Regions from separate parts of the Anas platyrhynchos genome. Here region 1 is linked to region 2. A link is a contact called in public Hi-C data. All regions are on one chromosome and are shown on one strand. Each heading gives the region's core, a stretch centred on a gene start, on an enhancer-like site or on the middle of the called end of the contact. The rest is flanking DNA. Distances are from core to core; before and after follow the strand shown. Region 1 overlaps LOC106019059 (a long non-coding RNA gene). Region 2 holds the start of HLX (H2.0 like homeobox).

Region 1 (6,783 bases), core at 3,598-6,097, 130 kb after region 2:
AAACTACACTCCTGCATTCTGTATGACAATGATCTTTCTATCCTGTATACTGTATCAAGTGCACCCTCAGTAAGTTTGCTGATGACACTGAGTTAGGCACGAGTGTTGATCTGCTTGAGGGTAGGAAGGCCCTGCAGAGGGATCTAGATAGGTTGGACTGATGGGCTGAGGCCAACTGTATGAGGTTCAACAAGGCCAAGTTCTGGTCCTCTTCAAGCTAGATGCTTTCCCAGTGGGTTCCCCCATCAAAACCTGAGCAGCCAAAGCTCAGATCATCCCTGTTTAACCAGCCTGTTGTTTCTGAAGAGCTCAGTCAGTTCTGTTTTGTCTATTTACTTCAGAGCCTACCTATGCTAACCATCTAATCTGATCAAAACCTTCAATCTTCAACTGAATTAATAAGCTCAGCACCACCACTGAAGTTGCTCCTTTTCTTTCAGCTGCTGAGCAAAACAAAGTCAAGCAAAGAATTTCCCATGGCTTTGTAATTCAGTTGCACTTATTTTGTTCTGCTCTTGCCAAGGGTCTCAGACAGAGAGATCAGAGGTCAAAGGGAAAGTTATTGATGCTAATTTACAAACAACCTCATGAAACTATCCTCATTAGTCCTGTAAAAAAAGCAACACCATAAAATTATACCTGCTTCACAGATGAATCTTTGTGACAAATGAAATGATGATTGTGTTTGAGGTGTACAGAGGTAGCAGGCTTCATTGCTTAATGGAGCGATGTATTTAGCAAGAATGAAAGAGAACTCCAAAGACAATTATGTGTAAAAATGCCTTACCATTTGCCAAAACAAATAAATATCTAAATTTTCTTTTTAGCTAGCAAAACAAGCAAACAAACAAATAAACAAAACCCAACCCAACACAACCCAAAATAAACCAAACAACAAACAAAAAAATAAAAGAATAAACTGTTAGTTAAGCTGTGCTTAATAAACATGGGACAGGAAAGTTATGAAAAAAGCCAAAAGTCAAATGGAAATCTAAGATACATTCAAAATAAATATGACTTGGAAATGAACAATAATCGGATATGCAAATAATGTATTTAATAAATTGAAAAAGCTGTGGGGAGAAAAGTGATTTTTTTCCCATTGAAAACAGGAAGGGAGGTGATGCTCAACAATCATTTTTATTTACTTTATGAGATAATTTATGCAAGGAAAAGAAAGCATCAAGAGCATACTTTGCACCCTGATGCGCAGTGGTGCAGAAGGTTCTTTTCCTGTGTGTGAGTTAGGCCCTCTCTGTAAGAAACAGCAGGTAATGACAAATGAAACCAAGTATACTTCACATCCTGAAGTGCTTTGCTGAATTGGGAATCAGCATCTTATGGAAACAACCTCTGGATCACATGTATTTTTTTAACCTATGGACACCATTAAGTTAAGACTGAAGCACAAATTTGTCCACTTCTAGTGACTGCCTGATAAGAAGAAAGATGGACAGCGGCCAGATAGCCAGAATGTGATCATGCACTTCCCCCTCTATTGATTTAAGCAAAATGTGAACAGATCTTGCATAGCAAGGCTTGCCGAATGCTTATGGTGACCTCATCCATGTGTAGTTATTTTGGCAGACAGTAAAAACTTTTTTAAAGGGCCAACAAGAACAGTTTTATGAGGCTGTTTGTGAATTAGTATCATTCTTTTGCCCTTTGCCCTCTGGTCTACTTCGTAGTTTGGTATCCTTGTCAAGTGTTGGACAAAAGGAGCTCAAGTCAGCATAAAACCCTGGGAAGTGCTGTGACTGCCTTTGCTCCTTGCTCCAGCCATAAGTCTTCAGCTGGTTGATTGGTACAGCTTCATGGGTGGAGCTATGCCTGTTAATAGCAGATGAAGATGTGGCCCTTCACAGTGTGATGCTAGTTTATGAACGCTGATTGTCCTCTATCATTTGACAAGAACACAGACACAAAGAAAAAAACAAACAAGCAATCCATACCACCATGTCATGTCAGGTAAAACTTGACTGAAAGGCTCTTTTCTGTCTGTAGGCACCCAATACATTTATATAAGTTTCATCATTCCCTCTGTACAGAAAGAGAAACTGAGGCAAAGGGAGCTGAAATGACTTGTTCACTCTGATCTGTATGAGTGCAGTTCCTATTTCAGAAAGAACAAAAAAGTTTCAAAATAAAACTGAATCCAAACAAACTGCCAAACAATTATCCTGTAATAATACAGAAATTTGGAGGAAAAGTGTAGTGCGTCAGCCTCAGCTTCCTTGACATCTGGACATACTTAGGACCTGTATGAGGAATACAGACCTAATGTGGGTTTTTGTCTTACCAGAGATGGGTGCTGAGAAACCCCATGTCACTTCTTTATTTATTTTTCTCTGGATTTTCTGAGGAACCTTCAGGATCACCCTTGGTCTGGCTCCTCAAACTTCGTTAGACCTTAAAGGTCTATGCACCGAATTATGTGAGGCTGTGAGTTTTCACACCTCTGAACCTCAGCTCCCCATGTGTGTAATGGAGGTAGTTACATTGCTGTACCTTATAGGCACGTCATGAGTTTAAGTATATTAAAATACATTTTGGAGGTTAGACTAGAGACATAAAAAATAAACCTTGAATTGATAAGAAATTTTCAGAAGTGGAAGCACAAGCTGCCACAGGTGGGCAGTAATTGTTGTATATTTAAGAGTCTTTTATTAGTAGTAGTAAATATCTAAAAGTTTGCTAACAATGAGGGGTTGCTTTGATGTGACTAAATCCCATAGGAAAAAATAAGAGTATTCCTCCAGATTATTCAGATTGCTTGGACCAGCAAAAAATGAACTATAATTTGTACAATTTTGATGAAAAAGCTTTCTTGCAAGATGTTCAATGCTTCCAGGAAGAGGAAACAAACTGACTGTCTCCTGCTGTTCTGGTTCTGCAGAGCAGAGCAAATGGCATAGCAAAATGGATAGCTTGCATAGCAAAACATATTGCGTAGAAAATGCTGCTGCAAAACTCCTAGATTTGCTGAAAGCTCTATTTAGATGAGAAAAGATAGGACTTGAGTGAGTTAAAAATAACTGAAGAATGCAATTAGTGCAATGTTATTCATTTTGATATTAAGCAAGATTTATTTGACAGTAACACCATATGCTCAGTGGTGCTGTCCACAAGATGACAATTTCATTTTGCAACAACTGTTGAAGTTCAAAAATTGTTTTCATTCAGCTTTGGAATAAAAACAAAAAAGCCTTTCAGTTCTTTATAGAATGGAATTGGACTGAAATGGCTGATTTCAGATAAAAAACTCAGCCTTTGCTTTTGTGAGGTCTTTTTGCTTCTAATGTATTCCTTGGTCACCCAACAGTCAGAGTTCTGGGAGAAAGCAAGGGAGGGCAGAGATAATCTGTAAGTTTTCTGAGGCCCTGATATAATTTAATAGCATTGCTACTACTACTCTTACTCAGCTCTTGATACTATTGAGAGGATTTGTACTGAGAGTGCTTGATTGTGGTATGCAAGCTTTGTCAAGAACGAGACTGGAACCTTTTTGTGATGGGCAAGAGAGAAACTGAAGATTTTGACAACAGGAAAGCTTTGGAAGCAGCTGAAGTGAAAAGAGCAAAAGTTTGGTGCTCCTGCTAAAATGTCCATCATTGTGTGCTTCTTACAATACCAATGTTCAGAAACATCAGGATAGTTTTTAAATTCAGTGGCTTAGAGAGATGCAGTCTTATTCTCTCTTCCAGAAGTTTTCTTTCACAGTGAATGTAGGATAAGAAATTTAGGGAAAAAGAGAAGTTTTCTTTTTCATTGATGTTTGAAAGCCTGGATTTTCATTCAAAAATAGCCCCAAACCTGAAGGTTTCTGAAGGGGAGAGAGAGAGGGAAGAGAGAGAGAGAGGGAAGAGAGAGAGAGAGGAAAGTTTCAATTAGGAAATGCTGCTATGACACCTTGTGGGGATTAGTGGCCTCAGGTATTCATTTGCATGAATGGCTGTTTGAACACATTTCTGGCTGACTGGCATCAGCTGTCATGCACTCCCTCTAAGCTGCGTTGCTCTCCTGTCTCCATGAGCCATCACGGTGCACTGTGACTGTCTTCACCCTGATAGACACTGGGAGCTCATGCTTGGCTGGGGTGTCTGCATCCTTCACAAGTATGAGGCAGCCCAGTTGCCGTTCCCATGGAGTACCACTGTAGCATTTCTGAATTGAGTTGCTGTTTTTAGCCAAAACATTCTGGTTTTGAGAATTTTTAACTCTTCAATGAGAAGTTAAAAGACTTGGCAGAAAACACACAAAAATTGTTGAAGCACAGCCTTCTACTGAAAAAAAAATATACGTTTGAGAGAAATATATTTTTAACCAATTCTAACAAAAGAGCTCTTCCTAAACACATCCGAGAGCACTGCAAAAAAGTAGGTATCACCATGAAGGGAATTTGCTAATTCTTGTAGAAGCCGCATGTCACAAACAAGACTTGAGCTCTTTGCACTCTCAGTGCTGTCCTCTGGCTGCAGGGTCCTGCTTTGCCCCTACTGTGCTGCTCTGCTCTTGAACAGAAAGCCCTGCTCTGCGTTGTACACAGACACACACACGCACTGACAAGGTTACAGCCAGGACAATTTGACACTCCTGGCTTTAGTCATCTCAAAATCAGGCACATCTGGTTAATAGGAGACAGCACCATTGGAAGAGCTGCATTTGCTTTGAATTGGCAGGTGACAGGGGCAGAAGTATTTGGCAAGAAAGAACCTTCTGATGGCTCTGTGTGTATATTGCTTCTGTTTTGAGTTTCTCAGAAAAGCACATAGGCAAAGGCAGATGACTGCATGGCTTCTGCACTGTACTCCTTCCCGACACAGAGCTAGGATGCCTGCCACAAGGGCATTAGGTCAGCCCTTGCAGATGCAGAGGAGTGAAAACTCTGTGGGATGTTGGAGAATGTGTATGTGTGTGTCCTCACGCTGCCCAATAAACATGTTCACCCAATTAAGAAAAATAATGATTCATTTAACAAACAGGTACTAAAATAATACTCGTTTAAGACAATCACTGCTACTTCCTTAGCTTTTCACTTCATTGCTGCTTATGCGAGTAAAAACAACAAACTAAATGGAGACCTTATGGGCACCAGGGACCAATTAATGACACGTGACTTCCTCTCAGGCTTCCATGAAAATAACTGTATTATAATGGTCTGTGATATTAATATCATCTTTGGGAAAGTCAGGCAGCAGCTCCACAGGGAAGGATGTAGCATGAGCAAGCACTCTGGAATGTGCAGTATTTGACAGAAGAGAAGTGGTGTCTCTCTATAAGTTGCATCTCTTCTTGCTATTGAAACAGAAAAGTAATCTGGGAAAACACAAATGACTGGGATAATCTCAGAAGTTTTTTTTTACAGGGGAATACCTTTCCAGTATCTGAACTGAATAAATTTCAGAGCCTCTCTACTTTTAAGACAATGATCATCAATCTACAGGCTTAATGTAGGGATTACATTCTTAGGTGAGTTCAGGAACCTAAATTTATACAGACCCAGACTCCTCTTTTCAGGCTGCGCTTTCACACAGCTTAGATCATTTCTAGGATCTCCTTTTAATCTCATGGCTCTGTGGATCCCCGCCAGGTTTTTGCTGCAGATTATGTGGCTCATGGCTGTGAAGAAGCAGCACCCCGGCAGATGTAACTGTGCTGCCTCTAGTCCCTCTTGCTGAAAGAGCTACATGGAGATTTTTTTACAAGAAGAACCTATTTTATTTCTTAGACTGGCCTCACTGGTCTGATACATAGTTCTGCTGTTTTAAAGTGCTGCTGAACTGGCATGTGCAAGAGGTGGAAGTTATTGGTCTCCTTATTCTGGTGATATAACACAGAAGGGCCATAAGTGAGAACCATGGGTGCCCATGGAGACACGTAGCAGCAAGATGGGTGATTAGTGGGGAAAGGAGCAGCCACAGCAGCCCATATTTCCCCTGCTGATCCATGTACCTGAGCATAAAGGAAACCGAAAATGTTTAATGTGCATGCCAGGGTGACAAGTAGAAAGAGTACAGGGAAAGCAAGTGGGAGGAGGACATGGTTTAATGTCTTTCATGAAGACCTTGTCCTCAATTTCTGCACAGCCGTGGTAGGAACTCCAAAGATGCATGTTAGTAAGCAAGGACAGGCAGGATGGAGGCGGTCTAATAACCGAGCCTGAAGTGGGTTAACTGCAAAAGTGGATTGGAATAGCATCACGTTTGGCAGAGTGATTTGGGTTAGAGGTTCAGTTCAGCTCAGCCCTGAAAAGTTCAGATGCTGGTTAAACTTTGGATAAACTTTTGACCCTTTTTCCATGTAGGACTCAGACTAGAATCACACAAACACAGACTCTCTCATGAGCTTTCTGATACTGCTTGTTTTTGACTGAGCCAGTAATAGAGGAACAGATTTCCTCACGATACTCCTGCATTTCTGCTTCCAAACTCAACCAGTTTTTCTTCCCTTTTCTTTTCCAGACCCAAGAAGTTTTTCATTCTATTCCATTTAAGGGCTGGATGATAACTGTGGGCAGGTCCAGGTTTATCCTGATTGATTTTTGCATCTCTGGGGATGACTGTCATCTTCACTGGCCTTTTTCCCATCCAATGTTAAATAGTTTCATTAACAACCAGAGAATTAGCCAGTCCAAAGACACAGACTGTATTTTCCAAACTTCAACCACTGCTGTCCTCTTGACTGCAGACGCCTGACCCTAGGCAGCTCTGCACTAGTTGTCCCTCTAATTTTTTATTCTTCCTCTGACCATCTTCATTTAATGACCACCAGCCAGCTTTGCTT
Region 2 (6,510 bases), core at 2,373-4,872:
TTCTCCAGTTAGACCTAGCCATGGGTGTGCGTGCAAACGCTTCTCTCCCCAGCAGCTGCACAGGAGCACAGTAAGTCAGCACTGCTGCACATTGTGTCACCTTTAATCAGCCACCAGAGGTTAATTGCAGAATGGCTCTCTCCAGACCTCTAGGCTTGTGTGGCCTGGAAAACCGCTGCGAAAATCTTCAGACAGTTTATGGTCTGGCTGCAGTGTAAAGGCAAAGAAACCTATGGTATCTGTGATGCCAAAGAAGAGAGTTTGGGAAATGTGACAGCAGAAGGCCTTTTCTTCCAGGTAGAGTTAGTCTTCCGCAGATTGACATCCCCAGGGATGGGAGCAGGCAGGCAGGGATGAAGCAAGTGCAAGTGTTTGGCACTTCAATCTCAAGCAGCTTAAACCCTTACAGCACTGCAGGCTCGCAGTGCCCAGCTGCCTGCCCAGCATCAGATATCTAAAAATGGGCTTCCCAAAAAACAGCAGACGGAGCAAGATCTGCCTGATCTAACCCCAAGGAAACCCCAAAGAAGGGACTGTCCTGACCCTGCTGCTCCTCAGAACGCAGCCTCCTTTCCTGCGGCTGCAGAGTGATTCTGCTTTCCAGCTGCTATTTATTACCCTGGCTTTTTTTTTTTTTTTCCCAAAGATTTATGTATCTGCAGCTTTTCATGGAAAAAAGGAAAATAGAAAAAAAAAAAAAAAAAAAAGGGAAGGAAAAGAAAGGAAGGAAAGGTCACTCCTTTCCCTGTAAACATGGTTGTGGAAAGATGCAGTGCCCTCTTACATGTCAGGACTTTGAGCTAGGCAGATGGGGGGAGAGGGAAGTGAGGGTTTGCGAATGCTCCCTTCATCTGAAGGGACCTTTGGGACTACACAGTGTTTTGGGGCGAATGTGATTTTGCTTCAGAGCACCTCTACCATGCCCTATGGATTGAATTCCAACCAAGGATCCCTGCTGGTGCGCCCCGAGACCTCTCCCCGGTGCTGCAAGCGCTCAGGCCCAGCTGATCCCCCCGCGGCCCTCCGGACCAAACCCGGCCACCGGTGCGAGGCTCCCGGCTGTCCCCGAAGTGCTGTCCGCCTCGGCAGGTGGCGACAGAGCCCGGCCTTTGGGGCCCGGGGCCCGCGGGCGCTCGGCGCTGCGCAGCGCGGGGTCCCCGCAGCATCGGGGCGGCCGCAGCGGGAACAGCGCTGCAACGAGATGGAGGCGATTAAAAAAAGCTCCTGTATATAAGGAGAGTGGTGTTTTATATATTAGAGATGCGCATAAATATGTTTTAATATAAAATGTATAGGTAGAGGTAGAAACAGAACGACCTCTATGAACATAAAAGCTGTATGGGGAGAGCCAGGGAGAGCCAGGGATGGGCCGAGGAGCTCCGAGGGGCAGGAGCAGCCCGTGGGCAGCCTTGCCAGGCCCCCCCGCAGCCGCCCCCTATCTCCGAGATGCTCCTGGCCCGGGACCGGCGGGCTGCAGCAGCGCCTCGGGGTTAGCCCGTCTATCTCCGCAAGAAACTCGAATAACTCTTTTCCACCTCTCCTTTGTCGTCCTCGTAGGGAGGAAAAAAAAAAAAAAAGTCCTTCGAGACTCTATTCAAAAAAAAAAAAAAAGCATCTCTCCAGCCTGCACAGTTCATTCGCCTCCTTCTCGAGTCCCTCGGAAAGCAAGATTAAAGGGGAAAGTCGCAGCTGTATATTTATGTTTTCATTGCTAGAAGGGAATTGATTTCCTTGCATTTATTTTTGTAGTTGCAATACACAAGGGCGGATTTGCGTCACCAAAGCAACTTGCTGGTCGAGATAAAGTTGCACAAATATTGAAAAGGGAAGTGCTCGCGCTCATTATGAAGTTTTTCTCCGGAAGAAATAAGGATTTCTGCTGTATCCTAAAATACTGAAGCCGCTTCTATTTTAGGACAAATCTCGCAGGCACATCCGCTCATTTAGTCCGGGTTGGAACCTCTCAAAAAAAACAGGAGATGACCTGGGCTGCAGCGAGCCCCGGGTTTCCTGCAGCCTTCTCGTTCCTTGCTCGGGGAGGAGGCGCCGCCGTTGTCATTGCCGCGGAGCCCTGCGAGCCCCGGGCCCGGGGAAGGGAGCGGGGAGGCCGGCAGGGCCTCCGGGGAGAAGGCTCGGCCCTGCCCGGGGAGGCCGCGGGGGGAGCAAGACGGGGCCGCGGAAGATGCGCGGGTCCCGAGGCGGCGCGCACCTGCCCGCGGGGGGCTCTGAAATAAACTCTTGGGAAAAAAAAACGGGGGGAAAATATATAAAAATACCACCTGAACACTTTTTTTTTTCCCGCCCTGGAGAGCATCCCCGGGGTGGTGTGACAGCGACAGCAGCAGCGGTGGCACCGGGAATGGGAATTTGGCGAGGCGCAGCTGGGGCGCGGTGGGAACGGCGCAGTTCGTTGCCCTTCCGTGCAGCGGGCCGGTGGCACGGCTTCGCCTCGCCGTGGAAACGCAAGTGAAAGCGGAGTCGTTTGATCCGGTTTGAAACCAGCAGAGCCGCTCTGGGGTCATCTGCACAAGGGGAGTAAGGGGAGACGCAAGGAAAAGTGGCTTCCCCTGTCGAGGCAGGAAAAGTTCAAAGCTAACCTACCCTTTCTTTCACCTTGTTTTCGGACACGTCTTGGCAAGCCGTTGCCTCGTTATTTTTCGGTTTAATATCGCTAACAAAAACCAAACCAAACCAAAGCCGTGCCTGGGCTTTCCTGAGGGACGGGCTTCGCCTTTACACGTGCCCACGGACACGCTGGCATTTGCCTTAGAAATGTGCTCACGCTCGATTACAGGTGGTTTCAATATCCCCCCAAAATCTACATCTTCATACCTGGCGAAAGGAAAATAGTTTGGCTTTCTGGCGGTTCCCTGGAAAAGGCTCCGAATTTTAGAAGCTATGTAAAAAAAAAATAAAAGTATTTTTTGAAACAAAACCAAAACAAACCTGCAATCGTCTGACCCGGGAGCTTGTTCACAACGGCAGCTATGGGCTTACACGGCCCCGGCTGGGGAAACTACGACTTAAAAAAATGCTGTTGTTGTGTTTTGTTTTGTTTTGTTTTGTTTTCTCCCTTTCCCGGAGTCAGGTAGGGACAGATATGGATGTTGGAGGGAAGGAAAAGCACGAAATAAGCATTGATATGTTTGTCCCTAAAACATTCTAGCGAATATAGTTATGGTTGTATTCTTAAAAAAAATAAAAAAAAATATAAAAAATGGGGGTAATTCGGTTGTCAAAGTTGCACAAAATTACGAACTGGTCTTTACGGTGGAAGGGGTGTGCGAACAGATCGGGTGGAGAGCATAGAAAAAAATCAATAAAGGTGCTTGCCGACACGACCCAATTTATTAGGCACTGCTAACGCAGGACCCAACGCGCCCTGGGCCCCGAGCAGCGCGGAGCTCCCCCAAATCCTTCCGTTGCGAGCGTGATCACTGCACACCCATTTCGCTGCCGCCCGGCCGAGGCTCATTTATGCCGGGAGGAAACGTGGTGCACCGGGAAGCATTTCCAGCCTCCGGCTGCGGCTCCGTTTCTCCGCGCTGGGAACCACGGCGCGGGGGGCAGGCGCTGCGCGGAGCAGCGGGGGGGCTCCCCCTCGGGGCGCTCCCCGACGGGCGCACACCTTGCGGGCCGGGCCGGGCCGGGCCGGGGGCACACGGAGCGCGGCACTTGCGGGACTCGGCACGGCTCGGCCCGGCTCGGCACGGCCCAGCAGGGCTCGGCACGGCTCGGCCCGGCCCGGCCCGGCCCGGGGCGTGTCTGCGGGCGGCGCGTCCCGGCCCCGCGGAGCGCGGATTGGGCGCGTTGTGCCGGGGGGCGGTGGGAGCGAGGGCTGCGGCGCGGCCGGGAGCGGCTGCCAGAGAAAGTTTGGGGAGGGGTGGATTTTTTCCCCAGTGCGAGGAAGGGGGTTTGTTTTGTTTTGTTTGCGCAGCTCCTCTCCCGCGCTCGCCCGCTCGCTCTCCCTCTCGCCGTTGGTTTTGGGGACTTCTTCCTTTTTTTTTTTTTTTTTTCAGCTTTTTTTTTGACTTCTTAATTTTTTTAGATTTTTTTTTCCTGCCCCTTCGGCAAGTGCTCCGGCCGCCGCCGCCGCCTCCCGCCCCGCCATCCCTCCCCATGCTCCCGGGGCGGCGGGCAGCTCCGCGCCGCGCTCCCGGCAGCTGAGCGGCGTCCCCCGGCGGGGAGAAGAGCCCGTGCTCGGCGGCCGCCAGGATGTACACGGCCGGCCTGGCCCCCTTCTACGCCTCCAACTTCAGCCTCTGGTCAGCGGCGTACTGCTCGGCGTCGGGGCCCGGCGCCGGCGGCTGCTTCCCTCTGGACGCCGCCGCGGCCAAGAAGCCGTCCTTCTGCATCGCCGACATCCTCCACGCCGGCGGCGAGGCGGCGGCCGGCCCTGCCGAGAGCCTGCCCGGCGGCCCCGGGGCCGGGCTGCCGGCGGCGCTGGGCGCCGTCCACCACGGCGGCCCCTTCCACGCCGCCGCCTCGCCGCTGCGGCCCACGCCCGTCGTGGCCCCCGACGCCCCGTCCGCCGCCGCCTTCCCGCAGCGCCTCTCGCCGCTCTCGGCCGCCTTCCACCCCCCGCACCACCACCACCGGCCCCCGCAGCACCGCTCCCCGGCGGCGGCGGCGGCTGCTGCGGCGGCGGGGGGCGGCGGGGCTCCGGCCCCCGGCCGGGTGCCGGGGGGCCACACGCACGGCTCGGCGCCGGCGCCCGCCAGCAAGGACCTGAAATTCGGCATCGACCGCATCTTGTCGGCGGAGTTCGACCCCAAAGTGAAGGAAGGCAACACGCTGAGAGGTAGAGAAATCGGCTCGGCGCGGCTTTTGGGGGGGCTTTAAGCGGCCGCGGGGCCCCGCGGCTCGCCCCCCTGTGCGAACCGGCCGAGAGAAGCGTCAGCGGTGTGAGGACGAGTTTTTAATGCCCCCCCCAAAACCCCCCGAAACAGCCCCCGGCCCCGCGCTGCGCCGCTCCGCAAAATAGCGATAGCGTAAAAATAGCTGAACCGGCCGGTGCCGGCCTCCCCGGCCCGGCCCGGGCTTTTCGTGGGCCGCCAGGGCCGGTTTTAAAGGCTTTGGCTGCCATCAATCTCCCCTCGCAGCGCGTAAACATCCTGACAGAGCAGCCACCGGAGGGGAGGATGTCCGAGCGCCGGGGCCCCGCCGCGCCCCCCGAGCCGAGGCAGGGCGAGCCCCGCCGGGGTCCCGCGGCGTGCCGGGCTGGGGGGCTCGACCGCGGTGTAACGGAGCTGTGCTTGTTCTGTGCTCGCAGATCTCACCTCCTTATTAACCGCCAGCCGCCAAAGCGGGGTTCATCTCCCCAGCTTGCAGCCTTCCGCCAGCCAGTTCTTCGCGTCTCTAGACCCCATTAACGAGGCCTCTGCTCTTCTGGGTCCCTTAAACACAACCCCAAGGAGCTCAGTTCAGCACCAGTTTCAAGACACTTTTCCAGGTACATCCCGTCCCCCCCCGTCCGTCCCGGAGCGGCCCCCGGGCCCGAAGGGGCTCGCCGGGCGCTTGGAAACGCCAGGACATTTTCTTTTTTCTTTTTCTTTTTTTTTATTTTTTTCCACGATTTTATTTTTTCTAGCGAGGCTCAGGCTTGGTGCATTTCGTGGGGGGAGGCAGAGCGGCTAGGGCCTGACACAGAGGTTCCCCCCGGCCAGTCAGAAAGAATACCTGGGCCTGGAGAGAAGGGGCTGGGGAGGGGGGAGGGAGAGGGAAACACGGACTAAAATCCGTGCTGTTCGTGTCGGAGGGACCGCAGGCCTGCTTGTAGGACTCGTAGGCTCGGGCCTTCCCTGCCCCTGTCTCCTTCGAGCCCCTCGTCCCGGCGTCGGTGCTAACCGGGCCGCCCCCCGGCCCGTGTCTCCTTGCCCCCGCAGGTCCGTACGCGGTGCTAACCAAGGACACGCTGCCTCAGACCTACAAGAGGAAGCGCTCCTGGTCCAGGGCTGTTTTTTCCAACCTGCAGAGGAAAGGTTTAGAAAAGCGCTTCGAAATCCAGAAGTACGTCACCAAACCCGACAGAAAGCAACTGGCGGCGATGCTGGGGCTGACGGATGCTCAAGTAAGGGCGGCTTCGCTTGTGTTTCGTGCGTTCCCGGGTTCCTAACTTCCAGTTTTGTTCAGGGGAACACTGTGGGGGCGGGCGGGGGGGGGGGGGGTGCAGGAAAGCTTTTTGCCTTCCTTGCTCTTTTACGGGCCTGCTCGGGGGCAGGGCCCGGGGCCGAGCATCAGGATGCGCTTTGGTGCAGTGCAACTCGCGGCAGGAGGCAGCTTGGGTCAAAGGAAGTAGAGGCGAACACACTATTTTTAATGCCTCTCGCTCTTTTTTTTTTTTTTTTTCTCTCTAAATCTCTCCCCGCATTGTGAAATCCTCAGTTCAGGGGAAGTGAAAACTCTTCTTCAAACGGAATCATTAAACGCCACTCTGCGATGATTCCACTATTGAGGGCCGGCAGCGCACGGAGTTGTATAACGCTGTGGTTTCTTGAGCAAGATTTGGTT

The links. A called contact is a pair of places that touch in the nucleus more often than the background predicts.
Region 1: a Hi-C map of subcutaneous adipose tissue shows a contact between it and region 2, with 2.5 times the contacts expected there. The contact joins the enhancer-like site here to the promoter of HLX in region 2. A contact is called at or near these places in 2 of 8 Hi-C or Micro-C datasets (liver and subcutaneous adipose tissue).

What each region holds. Positions count from the first base shown.
Region 1 is chr3:23,964,399-23,971,181 of IASCAAS_PekinDuck_T2T, forward strand. All of the region lies in intron 2 of LOC106019059 (a long non-coding RNA gene), which reads right to left. Among named protein-coding and RNA genes, the nearest start is that of HLX, 130 kb to the left of the region's middle. Within about 2 kb of position 4,848, at least 1 of the 8 cell types and tissues checked has an H3K27ac peak or open chromatin away from gene starts, as enhancers often do. A contact at or near this core is called in subcutaneous adipose tissue, where this site is marked.
Region 2 is chr3:23,838,076-23,844,585 of IASCAAS_PekinDuck_T2T, forward strand. It overlaps HLX (H2.0 like homeobox), which reads left to right and starts at 3,623. Exons shown (of 3, transcript XM_027453111.3): 1 at 3,623-4,801; 2 at 5,886-6,070. The coding sequence starts at 4,216.